Regions from separate parts of the Rattus norvegicus genome. Here region 1 is linked to region 2. A link is a contact called in public Hi-C data. All regions are on one chromosome and are shown on one strand. Each heading gives the region's core, a stretch centred on a gene start, on an enhancer-like site or on the middle of the called end of the contact. The rest is flanking DNA. Distances are from core to core; before and after follow the strand shown. Region 1 holds the start of Mrps18c (mitochondrial ribosomal protein S18C). Region 2 has its middle 64 kb from the start of Gpat3.

Region 1 (6,831 bases), core at 1,076-3,575, 110 kb before region 2:
CATAGAGGTCTCTCACTTTGCTGGGTAGTGAATAAAAGGGACCAAGATCATCTGACGGTGACTCGATGGCTTTCCTAGCAACGCTGATCTCCTCAGACAGCAGTGTCTCCCTGAGTTGTTTACTCCTGGGAAATGCTGGGGTCTGGGCCCTGGCATTCCCAGTCATGGCGCTTTTCAGGCAGTCTTTGATACTTCTCCTCCTGCTCGCCTCTGAGGAGCCGCCGACGTCAGAGAAGTCGCTCTTTGGCTGGGGTTGCTCTCTGTGGCTATGATGCAATTCTTCATTCGATGACTTCCCATCTCTTCCCTTGGTGGACTGATCACCCAAATCTTTTGAGGAGTTCTGCATACTTTCAAAGTATAAGATTTGAGAAGAAGGCATATCGAATGAAAGATCGCCTCCTACCTCTGGCTCAACAGGGACATCTAGATCACCCTGCTTCTTTATGTACTCTCTGGTTTCAGAGTCAGTGAAATCTACAGCAGGAACACTGAGGCTGTTCCCGAGGCCTTCTGAACAGAGGTCTTTGGTGCCGGAGTCTGTACCTCGGCTCCCACAGTCAGGCAGTTGTATATATTTCTGCTCCAGGTCATCAACTTGAGCTAAGAAGGAATTTTCTGAAAAGCTGTTATAGTCACCAAACATGTCCTCTTCACTGTCATTTTCCTGAAAAGGAAACAAAGATACATAAATGAATTCTATCCTCATTAAAAAAAAAAGTTCCAGCAAAAGGCTATCCCCAAATATGCAAATTATCCTCTGAACACATATTACCATCACCAAACAAAAGAAACAAGTCCAGAGAGTGGTTCTGACTTGCCTAAATAGCGCTGCTGGGTTATCATGGAATATCAGGATGTTTAAAAATATTTTTGAGTCAGTACAGGCTCTCATATAACAGAGGCTACACATCCTAGATTCTCCTACTTCTGTCTCCTGAATGCCATCACCATACTTGGTTTTATGAGGTGCCGGGATCAAGCCCAGGGTGTTGGACATTCTAAGTAAGCATTCTTATTTCTTATCACCACAAGGGGTGATATTGGAATGCTAAATTATTTGGTGCTGTGGTGTGAGCCCAGGGCCTGCCCCAGTCTCCATCGCTGAGCCCCATCCTCCATCCCCCTACCTCGTCTTTGGCATTTGAATTCTTAAACGTGTGCTAAAGCATCAAGAAATGAAAGAACGGTAACCATGTACAGGGTTGTCGGTTCAATAGATGCTTCTGGTAACTACAGTAATTCGGGCCCAGGCTGGAACGTAGAAGCCAGTCTGATACAAAATCTTGACTGTACCACCAGACCCCAGAAAAAAATTCCATTCTGAATTTGGAGACAGTTATGTGCACACTCATGCAGGGTGGCTTACTGAACAGAAAAGATGTAAACTGGGAGGTAATAATTATTTATTGAGTCAGACTTCAGTCTCTCAACTTCCCAGGACCCAGTTACTGTTGTAAAATCTACATGATATGGCTAGTTTAATAACGTAAGTAGCACTTAATAGATTATCAATAAAAAAGTTTTATTAGTAAAGTAGAAACGAGCCATTTGGAGGGCTCGTTTGTCAAGTCAGTTAATTGGCCCGCGAACACTTCTTCCGACGGGGGTGGGAGTGTGTAGGTTTCACATCCACCTAGAAGTCAGGTGTTTAAGGGTCTCCCAAGTGCTGGAGATCATGGATAACAAAGGTGAGGAGAGCGAGCGAAGGCTACTCATCTAAGTGGTCAATGGTGTGCACCTGGGAAGAGGGCGGTTTCGCCCCCGCGTAGCCATGCCCGGGGCGGGGGGAGGACGCGGTTGTCACCGCAGCCCCTGTGATGACGGGACCGGGTGAACCTGCGGGGATGCGGGCACTCAGCAGGGCTGTACCTGGGCGGGCTCCGGGCTCCCGGTTTTCCGCCGGCGGCTCCCAGCCGCAGCTTCGTCCTCCGTGTCCTCGGCGGGCTGGAGCTCGGCTGGGGCCCGGGCAGCACCGAGGCTCTCTAGGCTGCGGCGGTTTCTTTTGCGGAGAGACACCCGCCGGCGGATGCGGGGAGAACTTTCCTCCATGACAACGGCCCAGAGTCCCTGCGACAGCCGCCCTCGGTGCAGACCGGAGCTGGTGCCGCGGGTCTGGAGCCGTAAGCAAGTGACGGAGCATCAGCTCTCCATCTCTCTGCAGCACAGCCCGTGTGTCACGTGACTTCCGGCCCGGGGAGCGCGGGAACACAAAGGTACGGAGCATTGAAATCCTGGCTACCTTCGCACCGGAACCTTTGCGTAAGCATCGCGGGCCAGCAGGGGAAGAATATCGGAAGGGACCTGTCGGGGGCGCTTAGGGAAACGGAAAGGAAGAGGAAGGGCAGAGAACCATGGCAGGTCTGCTTGCTCTGCGCAGCTGTATAGGGAGGAAGAACTTGACAACCGCGACTGGCTGCTTCACGGATCGCGCAACTCACGCGGGTAAAATGTCCGGCATGGCATTGCAGCCGCACTCCGGTTCCGATTGTCGGTGGGGTCTTCACTGTTAGCAAAATGATTCTATACGATTAGGTTTGAGATAGGTGGGAAGCATGACTCGCCCTAGACTGGTTTCCTAGAGCTGAAGAGGACTTTGAGGTGTAGTCAACTGTTTTTCCTCATTGTTTATTCACTTTACATCCCGATCGCAGCCCCCTCCGCCCAGTCTATCCTCACAAACCCCTCCTCTGCCATTACACTTCAGCCATTCTCCTCAGAGGAAGGGAATGCCCACCTTGGGTACCACCGCAGCCTCCGATATTAAGTCGCCGCAGAACTAGGCACATTCTCTCCCATTGAGGCTCCACCAGGCAGCGCAGAGAGAGGAAGGGGATCCAATGGCATGCAACAGAATAAGAGACAGGTCCCACTCCAATTGTTAGGGAACCCACATGAAGACCAATGTGTACATAATGCTACAAGTGTGTAGCTGGCCCAGGGCCAGCTCCTTGGTGGTTCAGTCTCTGTGAGCCCCCATGTGCCCAGGTTAGCTGATCGTGCAGATCTTCTTGTGGTGTCCTTGACCTCTCTGACTCTCTCAACACCCCCCCCCCCGCCTGCCACCTCTCCATAAAACTTGCTGTGCACCGACTGTTTTTGGCTGTGGATCTCTGCATCTGTTTCTATCCACTACTGGATGAAGCCTCTCAGGAAACAGTTATGCTATCTAGGCTCCTGTCTGCATGGTGTAGTCAACCATTAACTTTGTTTTTGTTTCTATGCTTCTTTGTCAACGACTTGAATCTTTTAATTTTCCCTTTGGAATGACAGTACCATTCTGTTGTTTCTGGACATATTTGCGTTACAATCCGTTGTAACTGTAATACACACACACATTATGACCTTTATTCAAAGCCTTTGGAATCGCTCATTTTGAGTCCTATTGTGTCCCAAATCTAACAGGATGTTAACTAATCATTGTGTGAAAAGAATGTTCATGATTGTGCCTTTTGGTTCATCTAGCCTCTTTAAAAACTGTAAGTCTTGGTTAGATATTCAGCAAATTAAAATAATTATGTCGTCGTATTTTCTCTTTAGTTTCTGTGCCATGGAGAAGATGTTTTTCACAGTATGAACAGGTAACCAGCAATGAAGACCTGGTAAGATTCCTTTTTATTTTTTTAAAGAAAACATTATTTTATTCTTTGGGTGTACATGGGGGGAGGGCAGCTGTGGAAACCAGAAGAGGGCATTGGATTCTCCTGGAGTTGGAATTAAGAGGTGGTCGTAAACCATTGGATGTGAGTGAGTGCTGGTATCCAAACCCTGTACTCAGTAAGGTTAGGCAGTGCTTTTAACCACGGACACCCTGCCAGCCCCAGATTTCCCCCCTTATATTACTAATTAATTTCCAAATTCAGCCTACCTTTTTTTTAAGTGTTTGAAATTCTATTATAGGACAAAATAATGGTTACCTTTTATTGACTATAGTCACTTGGGTTTGAAGAGAATTCCTAGAATCAGCCTGTAATATATTTCTCTTTAAATATAAGGATACTTGATTTGAGAATGTCTAAAGATAGCTTTGGTGGATAGGATAATTATAAGTAATAGAAATTTGGAAGGCACTGTCTTCATCTCATTCGTCAGAGTTAACAGGCTACTTTGATAAAAGATCTAAATTCAGGTTTTACAGTAAGACATTCAACTAGTTGCTTCTGAACTGTGGGTGTATTTTTATGGGTTTAAATTGTGAACATGCACTCAAGAACTTAGCTGGAGTTGAGAAGGGATACGGCTTATGTTCAGGGCACGCTAGATCTGCTCGTGAACACACACACACACATTGTGATAGCACTTAGGAAGTGGAGGCAAGGGGTTGGGGATTTAGCTCAGTGGTAGAGCACTTGCCTAGGAAGCGCAAGGCCCTGGGTTCGGTCCCCAGCTCCGAAAAAAAGAACCAAAAAAAAAAAAAAGTGGAGGCAAGAGGAGCTTGCTTATGAGTTGGAAGCCACCTGGGCTACAGCAACAACAAAAACAATCACTTTTTGATCTTTTGGCTAAAATCAAGTGTAAAAAAAAAAACACAAAACAAAACAGCAAGAAATCAAAGAAATCTTAAAGGAACTGTTAAATACCTAGGAAGTTGTTTACACAAATGTGAATCCATCTAATTCTTGCATCATACTTTAGAAGGATGAATTTACATTTCTTTTTTAGGTTGTGTGACTAATGGAAATTCTGTTTCTTTCACACAGAAAGATGCACACAGTCATACTCCTTCATCACAATTAAGGAAAACTAGAGATTTCAAAGCCATTTCTAAACTAAGACCCTGTGCCAGGGTATGGTGGTACAACCTGTAATTTCAGCATTTGGAAGGCTGACACAGAAGGATGGGGAACTGGAGATTACCATGTTTCATAGCGAGTTGTAGGACAGCTGGAGCTAACAGTGAGAGCTTATTTTAGGAGACACACCAAACAAACAAACAAACAAAAAACCCCAAACAAAACAGGAACACTGAAAAAGGATTGTGATGAGAAAAAGGGCAGGGGAGAGACAAAAGAGGTAGGTTTATGGAATATATATGTTGTGTTAGTCCTAAGAGCAGAAAGGGATGTTATTGGGGATGAAGACGTGAACTAGAAAGAGGAGAGAGGCTGGGTGATTGAGAGCAGCAGAAGGTAAATAAGAACAAAGCATAATTACACAGGGGCATGCACACTCACATGCACACACACACACACACACACACACACACACACACACACACACTTCACACAATGAATCCTGTTAGTATGCTCACCAAAACTTGAAATGTCACTATACTGGTGACAACTATACTTATAATTAGAGGGAGGCATTGTGTCAGAAACAGCAAGGTGGAAAAATGTGCAGGGCCCACAGACCACATAGCATTCTGTGAAGGAGATGGTAACAAACCTCGTACTGCAGGAAACCATTGAACACTGTATTTATAAAGTGAAACGATAAAGAATACCTGGCAGGACATTTGTGGATGGATAAATGACTTAGCACATGTATACTTCTAATAAATTAATCTAAAAGGAAATGAATTATGTTTATACCAAGCAACTGTCTTGAAATAAACTTTTAATTGAATTAATTTTAAGTAAACGAAGATACTTTGATTATATGCAACTGAAACACAGCTTTCGAGCAAGAATCCTTTAATCAACTTATCTTGGAAATCCTTTTCTGCTTCAAGGCGGGATATTTAAGGTGGCAATCTCTCTTTAGCCAGACTGACACAAAATAAAGTACTTGTATAGAAATGTATAAATGTAGCTATAGCTTTAATTTCTCTGATTGAGTCTCAACCCATTTTCTTTATGAGATTTCCTTTTATCCTAGCCAATCCCAATGGAAAACCCCTATAAAGAGCCTCTTAAGAAGTGCGTCTTGTGTGAGAAACGTGTAGATTACAAGAATGTACAGGTAAACACTGGTTTTCCCTCTACGACACTTGACTGGGGGTCTGCTGTTTATTTGCTCAGAGGATTGGCACTGTCGGCAGGTTTTATGTAGGTTGGATCAGCAACTTCAAGATATCAAATCTTGTTGTAACTTCCTATGTTAGCTCTATTCAATTCGGAGCCCTCATCCCCTCATTTCACTAGTATTTGGGTTACTATTTCTCCTTTTTCTATTTCTGCACAGAAGCTCATGCACATTGATAGATGCATGTTTTGGGAAAGCTCCTTTTGGGAAGTTGACCTTTGCAGTTCACTATGCTATTGTTTTAAATACTATTTCTCCTTAAGCTTTCAGCAAATTAGGAACAGCAGGTTTAGCTGGGCGATCGATGGCAGTGCCCGCCTTTAATCCCAGCACTAGGGAAGCAGAAGCAGGATTGCTGAGTCTTAGGCCGGCCTGGTCTACAGAGGGGGTTCCAGGACAGCCTGGGCTACCCAGAGAAGCCTTTTCTCGAAACAAAACAAAGTAACAAATTTAGGGAGAGTGAATGATGTGATATTATAGTTAAGTGGTTTTTTTTTTTTTTTTTTTTTTTGGAGCTGGGGACCGAACCCAGGGCCTTATGCTTCCTAGGCAAGCGCTCTACCACTGAGCTAAATCCCCAACCCCAAATAGCCACTTTTGAAGGAGAAAATGCAACAAATTGTAAAAACTACAGTGCAGCAGTAATTGTGGGAAGAGCCACAGTGCCCAGTACCTAGACAGTGTTCTGAACGTGTTCTACGGAAGTAAGTTAGCGTAGATGCCCTCATGTGTGACAGCCCGCCGTGGCAGGGCAAAGGTCCACTCACTGGCTGTGAGCAGCAGTATTTTAGATGCTTGTAGCTTAGGAGTCAGTAGCCACAGCACTAAACACATGGCTGACTCATGACACTTGGTCTTGTGGAG
Region 2 (6,433 bases), core at 514-3,013:
CCAAAGCAACTTGGAGAAGAAAGGGTTTATTTGACTCACAGTTCTACAGAATAGGTCATCATCAAAAGCAGTGAGGGCAGGAACCTGGAAGCAGGAGGTGATGCAGAGGCCTCGGAGGGGTGCTGCTTACTGGTTTGCTCACCACGGCTTGCTCAGCCTGCTTCTTATAGGACCCAAAACCTGTCTAGGAATGGAGCCACCCATGATGGGCTGGGCCCTTCCCCGTCAATCTGTAATTAAGAAAATGGTGTACAGTTGGATCTTGCGGGGGCACTTTCTCAACCAAGGTTCTCCCCTTTCAGATAACTATTTTGCATGCCAAGCTGACATAAGGGCAGCCATCACAGTACAGGACCACGGACAAATAAATGAAATGGTGCTTAGAGCTAGGGCGGGCCATTCCATCTCAACTAACTACATCTAGAAATCCCTTCTCCAAGACACCCAGAGCTCTGTCTCCTGTGTGATTCTAGGTCCTGTTGATATTAACTGTCAGACTCCTGCACCAAAGTGTCTTGACTTTTTCCAGTCATAATTTCCCTTTTTCTTTGCTGTAGAGGTCTTTCCTACAAAGTGTAACCCTCCATAAAACTCCAGAGCATGGTACCTGCCCCCACTCCCATCCTTTTGGACAGGGTCTTCTGCATCTTAGGCTGGCCACTAGCTCAATGCATACCTGAGGAGGGGGAAGGAGGGAGGAAGGGAGGGAGGGAGGGAGGGAGGGAGAGAGAGAGAGAGAGAGAGAGAGAGAGAGAGAGAGAGCATAAAGTGCATAAACTCCTGGTGCAGCTGCTTCCTTTCCAACTGCTGGGGTTTCCGAGATGTACCACAGACCTGGTTCACATAGTACAGTACTTCAGATGGGCTGGGGATGGGGCTTGAAATGTCCAGTGCCCGCTCACTTGCCCTGTAACTCTTTTGATTCTCTGCCGAACCTAGAAAGCCCAAGAGCTCTACAAAACAAAGATTAAACCCAACCTTAGAGCAGGGAGTGTGGGTGAATTTGTAGGATTTCCTTGTTTCGTTGTGGGACCGTTTTATTTTTGAAAACACAAAACACCTACTACAAATTTTGTTGAACATTTAAAAAATTTAAATACATCCTCTGAAGTAACTTTTGGGAAATATATAAACGGTTAAGTTGTAGCTAATCCCACCAGGAGAGAAAAAGACTACTATCACAATTTTTTGAGCCAAATTTGAAGCAAATTTTACTAAATACTGGTCAGGACAATGGATACTGGTCAGATCCATACCTGGGAAATGGCTGTGAAATACATTAGTCTGGTGTTTATAATGGCCTCAAGGCTACGTACTTCCCACCTTCGTCCTATCAGGGGCAAGCACACAGCCTAACACACTTCCCCATGTACCACACGCCTATATGTGATGATGTGCGCACATCCAGTGCAGTTGGAACAACCAACTTGGTTTACAAAAGTGAAAACACCTGGCTTGTTATCTCACAGGAGCAACAGCCCCAGCGTTCTCGGAAGTTAACTGTCCTTGGGTAAGTAGGGTTTACAGGCTAGAGGCATTTTTGTTTTATGGATCTCTTAAGCACAGTAATTAAAACTTGAAATATAACTTTAGCCTTCTCACTGGATTAAATATTAACTGAGTCAACCCAGACTCTAGACAGGCAATTGTGCCCAGGAGCTTCTGGAAGTTTCCTCCCCATTGCAGAGTATAACGTGTGGGTATTGCGCGACAACGGAGGCTGCCGTGGTGAGCAGTTTCTCTGGCAGCAGTTCTGCGCACACATTCTCTGCTCAGTGCAGGGCGGAGAGCCAAGGAGAGGCTCCGAGAGGTGACAGTTATGCACATTCGGAGGCCCTGACTATTTCCCGGCTGCTGGCTCAACCCCTGATAGCCAGAGGGAAATCTCTACTTTCAGCACGGGACACACCCCTTCTTATATTCAAACCTAAAACTCTCTTGAGCAGAAACTCACGGGGACTTTTTGTCCCAGGAAATGGAGGTTCTGCAGGGATGTTTTTCTCCTTTCAGGGGAGCATAAGAAGGTGGGCATGTTAGCGGTCCATGTTTCAGGAGGGAATTCAACTTTACAGAACCACCCAGAATCCAAGAGGAATGAGCCATGGTAACCTTAAATAGTGATGTAAGAAGCGAGGGTCCGGGGAGATGGGTCAGTGGGTAAAACCGCTTGCTGGTCAGTGGTGAGGATGAGAGTTTGAGCCTCACATCCCCACAACAAGTCAGTATTCCCACATGCCGGCCTCTGTGCGCATGCGTCCATTCACACGCAGACTGTGTTAATTCATAAAATGAGTGTTTTAAAGAGATGAAGGAAAGAGTCCGTTTTCCCACTGTGCCATGGGAGTTGGTCTGGATTAAATAGAGACACTTTGGCCGTGCCTTTAACCTTTTCCCTCCATTCTCTCTCTTCTATTTATAGCGTGACTCCTTCCGCACATGCCTGGCTCAGGTTTCTCTGCTCTGTTCGTTCCGGTTTGCTATTTTAAACACTTGCGGAGGTCGTCTGAGCTGCAGTCATGTGTCTCGGCAGCAAAAGTCACTCTGCTAAGAAAGGCACAACGCTCACTGAAGTGATGTCCAAATTAGAATTAAAAGGAAAGAATAGATTTTTTTCAAGTGTGTCTGTGGCTTATTCTTAGATGTGTTTTAGATCAGGAAGCACTTGTTTCTCAGAACTGATGCCATTTTGGACGTGATCTTGTCAAAGAGTTCCTTACATCACTAAAAGGAAATCCAGTTTCATGGACTATGAGTAAGTCAAGATCTTAAGTCTAAGTTTCCATTCTTAGTAGAGTAAAATGGTGCTGGACCAGAAGTTGCGAGGACTGCTATGTGCCCAGACCTTTAGTTTTATTATCAGCTCTGCAGTTCTTTTTGAAGATTTATTTATTTATTTCATGTATGTGAGTACACTGTTGCTTTATTCAGCCACACTGGAGGTTGGATCTCATCACAGATGACTGTGAGCCACTATGTGGTTGCAGGGAATCAGGACCTCTGGAAGAGCAGTCAGTGCTCTTAACCACTAAGTCATCTCTCCATCCCTCCAATTTCTTTTCAATGATGATCTTAAAGAAAAAGATTACTAATAAATCTTATTCTTTCAAAATTATATACACGTGTATAATATATCTTGATCACTTCCTCCTCCCTCTTGCCTCTGCCAGCCTCTCTACACCCTATAAATCTCTTTCCTATATTTCTGACTTTTATGTTCCATAAGTTTGGCTCGACCTGTGTGTCTATGGATTTGCAACCATCCAGTGGTGCCTGGTGGGTACTGGATACTCCGCCTTCCCCTCCCAGAATCTGTCAATTGCTCACAGTTCAGCAGTAAGCAGTAAGGCCCCATCTGAAGTGGACTGGCAGTCAGGAAAGTCTTAGGTAGGCCCAGTGCTGGTGACTGAGGTGGTGTGGTCTCATGGTTGCCATGACTGTGAGGCTTATCCTACAGCTCTTTTTTTTTTTTTTTTAATTTCACACAACAGGAATGTTTATTGCATTTTCAGATATGAATGAAGTTTTTTTTTTATAACCACACATGCAATTTATTTAATTCTGGAGGTATTATTCAATTCTGGAAGTCTCTTAAGATGATGTGATCTGTTGAAAAAGCTTTCCCACTTCTCAGAATGAACTACAACCTAATTCTCCTATGCAGACTCTGCCTACACTTCATGTACAGAGAGTGGCCACCCACCTTTCTAGTTCAACTTCTTTTTTTTTTTTTTATTAACTTGAGTATTTCTTATATACATTTCAAGTGTTATTCCCTTTCCCGGTTTCCGGACAAACATCACCCTCCCCCCTCCCCTTCCTTATGGGTGTTCCCCTCCCAAACCTCCCCCCATTGCCACCCTCCCCGCATAGTCTAGTTCACTGGGGGTTCAGTCTTAGCAGGACCCAGGGCTTCCCCTTCCACTGGTGCTCTTACTAGGATATTCATTGCTACCTATGGGGACAGAGTCCAGGGTCAGTCCATGTATAGTCTTTAGGTAGTGGCTTAGTCCCTGGAAGCTCTGGTTGCTTGACATTGTTGTACTTTTGGGGTCTCGAGCACCTTCAAGCTCTTCCAGTTCTTTCTCTGATTCCTTCAACGGGGGACCTATTCTCAGTTCAGTGGTTTGCTGCTGGCATTCGCCTCTGTATTTGCTGTATTCTGGCTGTGTCTCTCAGGAGCGATCTACATCCGGCTCCTGTCGGTCTGCACTTCTTTGCTTCATCCATCTTGTCTAATTGGGTGGCTGTATATGTATGGGCCACCTGTGGGGCAGGCTCTGAATGGGTGTTCCTTCAGTCTCTGTTTTAATCTTTGCCTCTCCCTTCCCTGCCAAGGGTATTCTTTTTCCTCATTTAAAGAAGGAGTGAAGCATTCTCATTTTGATCATCCGTCTTGAGTTTCCTTTGTTCTAGGGATCTAGGGTAATTCAAGCATTTTATCCTACAGCTCTTACATCTCCTCTGTGCCCCTGTATACAATGATCTCGGGGTCTTAAGAGGTTGGTGGAAATGTCTTGTCCAGGGCTGACCCATCAGCTGCCCATCACTCATTCTCAGGTTTCTGGTATGTCTCTGCATTCACCTCTGTTCACGGTAAAGCAAGGCTTCTCTGATTGAGGAAAAAATTAAAGGAGAAGGAGGAGGAGGAGGAGGAGGAAGAGGAGAAGAAGAAGAAGAAGAAGAAGAAGAAGAAGAAGAAGAAGAAGAAGAAGAAGAAGACGACGGCGATGAAGACAACAGCGACGACGACCTGGGCTGTTGAGACAGGTCAGTAGGGAAAACCATTTGCTGCCCAAGCCTGATGACTTGAGTCTCTGGGACCCAGTGAAGAGGAAAGAGGACCCCGCAGAGCTGTCCTCTGACCTCCACACACATGCACTGTGGTGTGCACCCTGCCTCTGTAGTTGTAACAAAACCCACAAAAGCAAAAAAAAAAAAAAAAAAAAAAGAAAGCCTGAGGGCTGGAGACAGCTCCGCAGGTGAGAGCCTTGTTCTTGCTGGGGACGCAGGTTGGGTTCCCAGCACCCACATGGTGGTTCACAACCACCATAGCTCCAGTTCTGGGGTGTATGAGACCCTTTTCCTGACGTCTGCAGACACCAGGCATACACATGGTATACTCCCATACATGCAGACGAGACACATAAAAATAATATTCTGAAAAGGGGATTGGAGACTCGATGGCATTTGGGATTGCTTGCATGCTTAGGTTTCGATCCTCATATGAACGTAAAGTATATTCCCAGATCTTCAGAGCAGGGTAACACTGTTGGGTTTCTATATCTGGATCTTTAATACCAAGGCAGTCTTCGTTCTAACACCATTGACTGACTTACCTGCTTTTCTACTGTCCGTGTTCCTTGTCTTCTTCTGAAAGCTCAAACTAGAACCCTGGCAAATGGGTACGGCAAGAAGGAGGAGGAGGAGGAGGAGGAGGAGGAGGAGGAGGAGGAGGAGGAGGAGGAGGTGGTGGGAGAGGAGGAGGAGGAAGAGGAAGGGGAGGAGAAGACGAAAGGAGAACCCATTTTTCTTTGTAGGGTCTCCCCTAGGATCTAAGATGTCATGGAGTTTTGACTGCGTTTAGAGTATGAGACATGAGTTCCCTCTTGTGGGGTGAGACAAAGATCAGTTTTCTTAAATGTTGAAATATTTTCTTGTACAGAAGGTTTTGCTCTGCTGTTTATGGATGAACTTTAGGGAGTACATCTTGTGGCAACAGATCTAAATAAACTTTGGATTAATCACTTGTCCTACAATGTGTCTTTCTGAGCAAGGCCTTTACAAATGTTCATTCCTGTATGTGTGTACCCTTTGGTCATTTGAGGGAAAAGGTTTCCTGGGCAAGACAGAAATATTTTCCTACTTGAATGCCCTGACTGGTCTTGCCCAGCATTGGCAACCTCAAGTTGTCTGCTGGCAATCTTGTGTTCTCTCTCTCCTCTTGGTTAGATGTGTCTAGCTCATAAACTAGGGGGTGAGACCAGGCCCCAAATGAGTGAGTGAGGGTTTTGAGTCCTGGCTCCTTCTTGTGAAGGGTGGGCTGCCTGTGTAGCCATGTGCTGTGCTTGAATAGGGGCAGAGCAGCAGGAAGATGTTAGTATTCTTTCTAGGCTCTGTCCAACAGTTACCTAGCAACAGCCAGGTAGGCCTGGCTTGGTATAAAAGTTGCTGCTTGGACCTTCCTTGTTCTCTTATTCTCTCTGCCTTTTTCTTTCTCACTCCCTGACCCCATTTTCCCTCTCTCCCCTCTCCCCTCCCCCATCTCTCTTTCCACATGTATTCCTGACTGGCCTCTCTCTCTCTCTCTCTCTCTCTCTCTCTCTCTCTCTCTCTCTCTCTCTCTCTCTCTCTCCCCGTCTTTCCCTGCCTCTACTTCGTTCTCAATTTCCTTTCTCATGTCCTAAATAAACTGTATTCTTATACCTGTTGTATG

Evidence for each region. Hi-C and Micro-C count contacts between places; a contact is called where the count stands out from the background.
Region 1: a Hi-C map of liver shows a contact between it and region 2, with 4 times the contacts expected there. The contact joins the promoter of Mrps18c here to the enhancer-like site in region 2. A contact is called at or near these places in 4 of 12 Hi-C or Micro-C datasets (the A7r5 cell line, hepatocytes, kidney and 1 more).

Annotation. Positions count from the first base shown.
Region 1 is chr14:9,118,400-9,125,230 of GRCr8, reverse strand. It overlaps Mrps18c (mitochondrial ribosomal protein S18C), which reads left to right and starts at 2,325. Exons shown (of 6, transcript NM_001105996.1): 1 at 2,325-2,445; 2 at 3,541-3,602; 3 at 5,821-5,904. The coding sequence starts at 2,355. It overlaps Helq (helicase, POLQ-like), which reads right to left and starts at 2,253. Exons shown (of 18, transcript NM_001014134.2): 1 at 1,873-2,253; 2 at 1-667. The coding sequence starts at 2,052.
Region 2 is chr14:9,004,136-9,010,568 of GRCr8, reverse strand. No RefSeq gene overlaps it. Among named protein-coding and RNA genes, the nearest start is that of Gpat3, 64 kb to the left of the region's middle. Within about 2 kb of position 1,763, at least 7 of the 93 cell types and tissues checked have an H3K27ac peak or open chromatin away from gene starts, as enhancers often do. A contact at or near this core is called in liver, where this site is marked.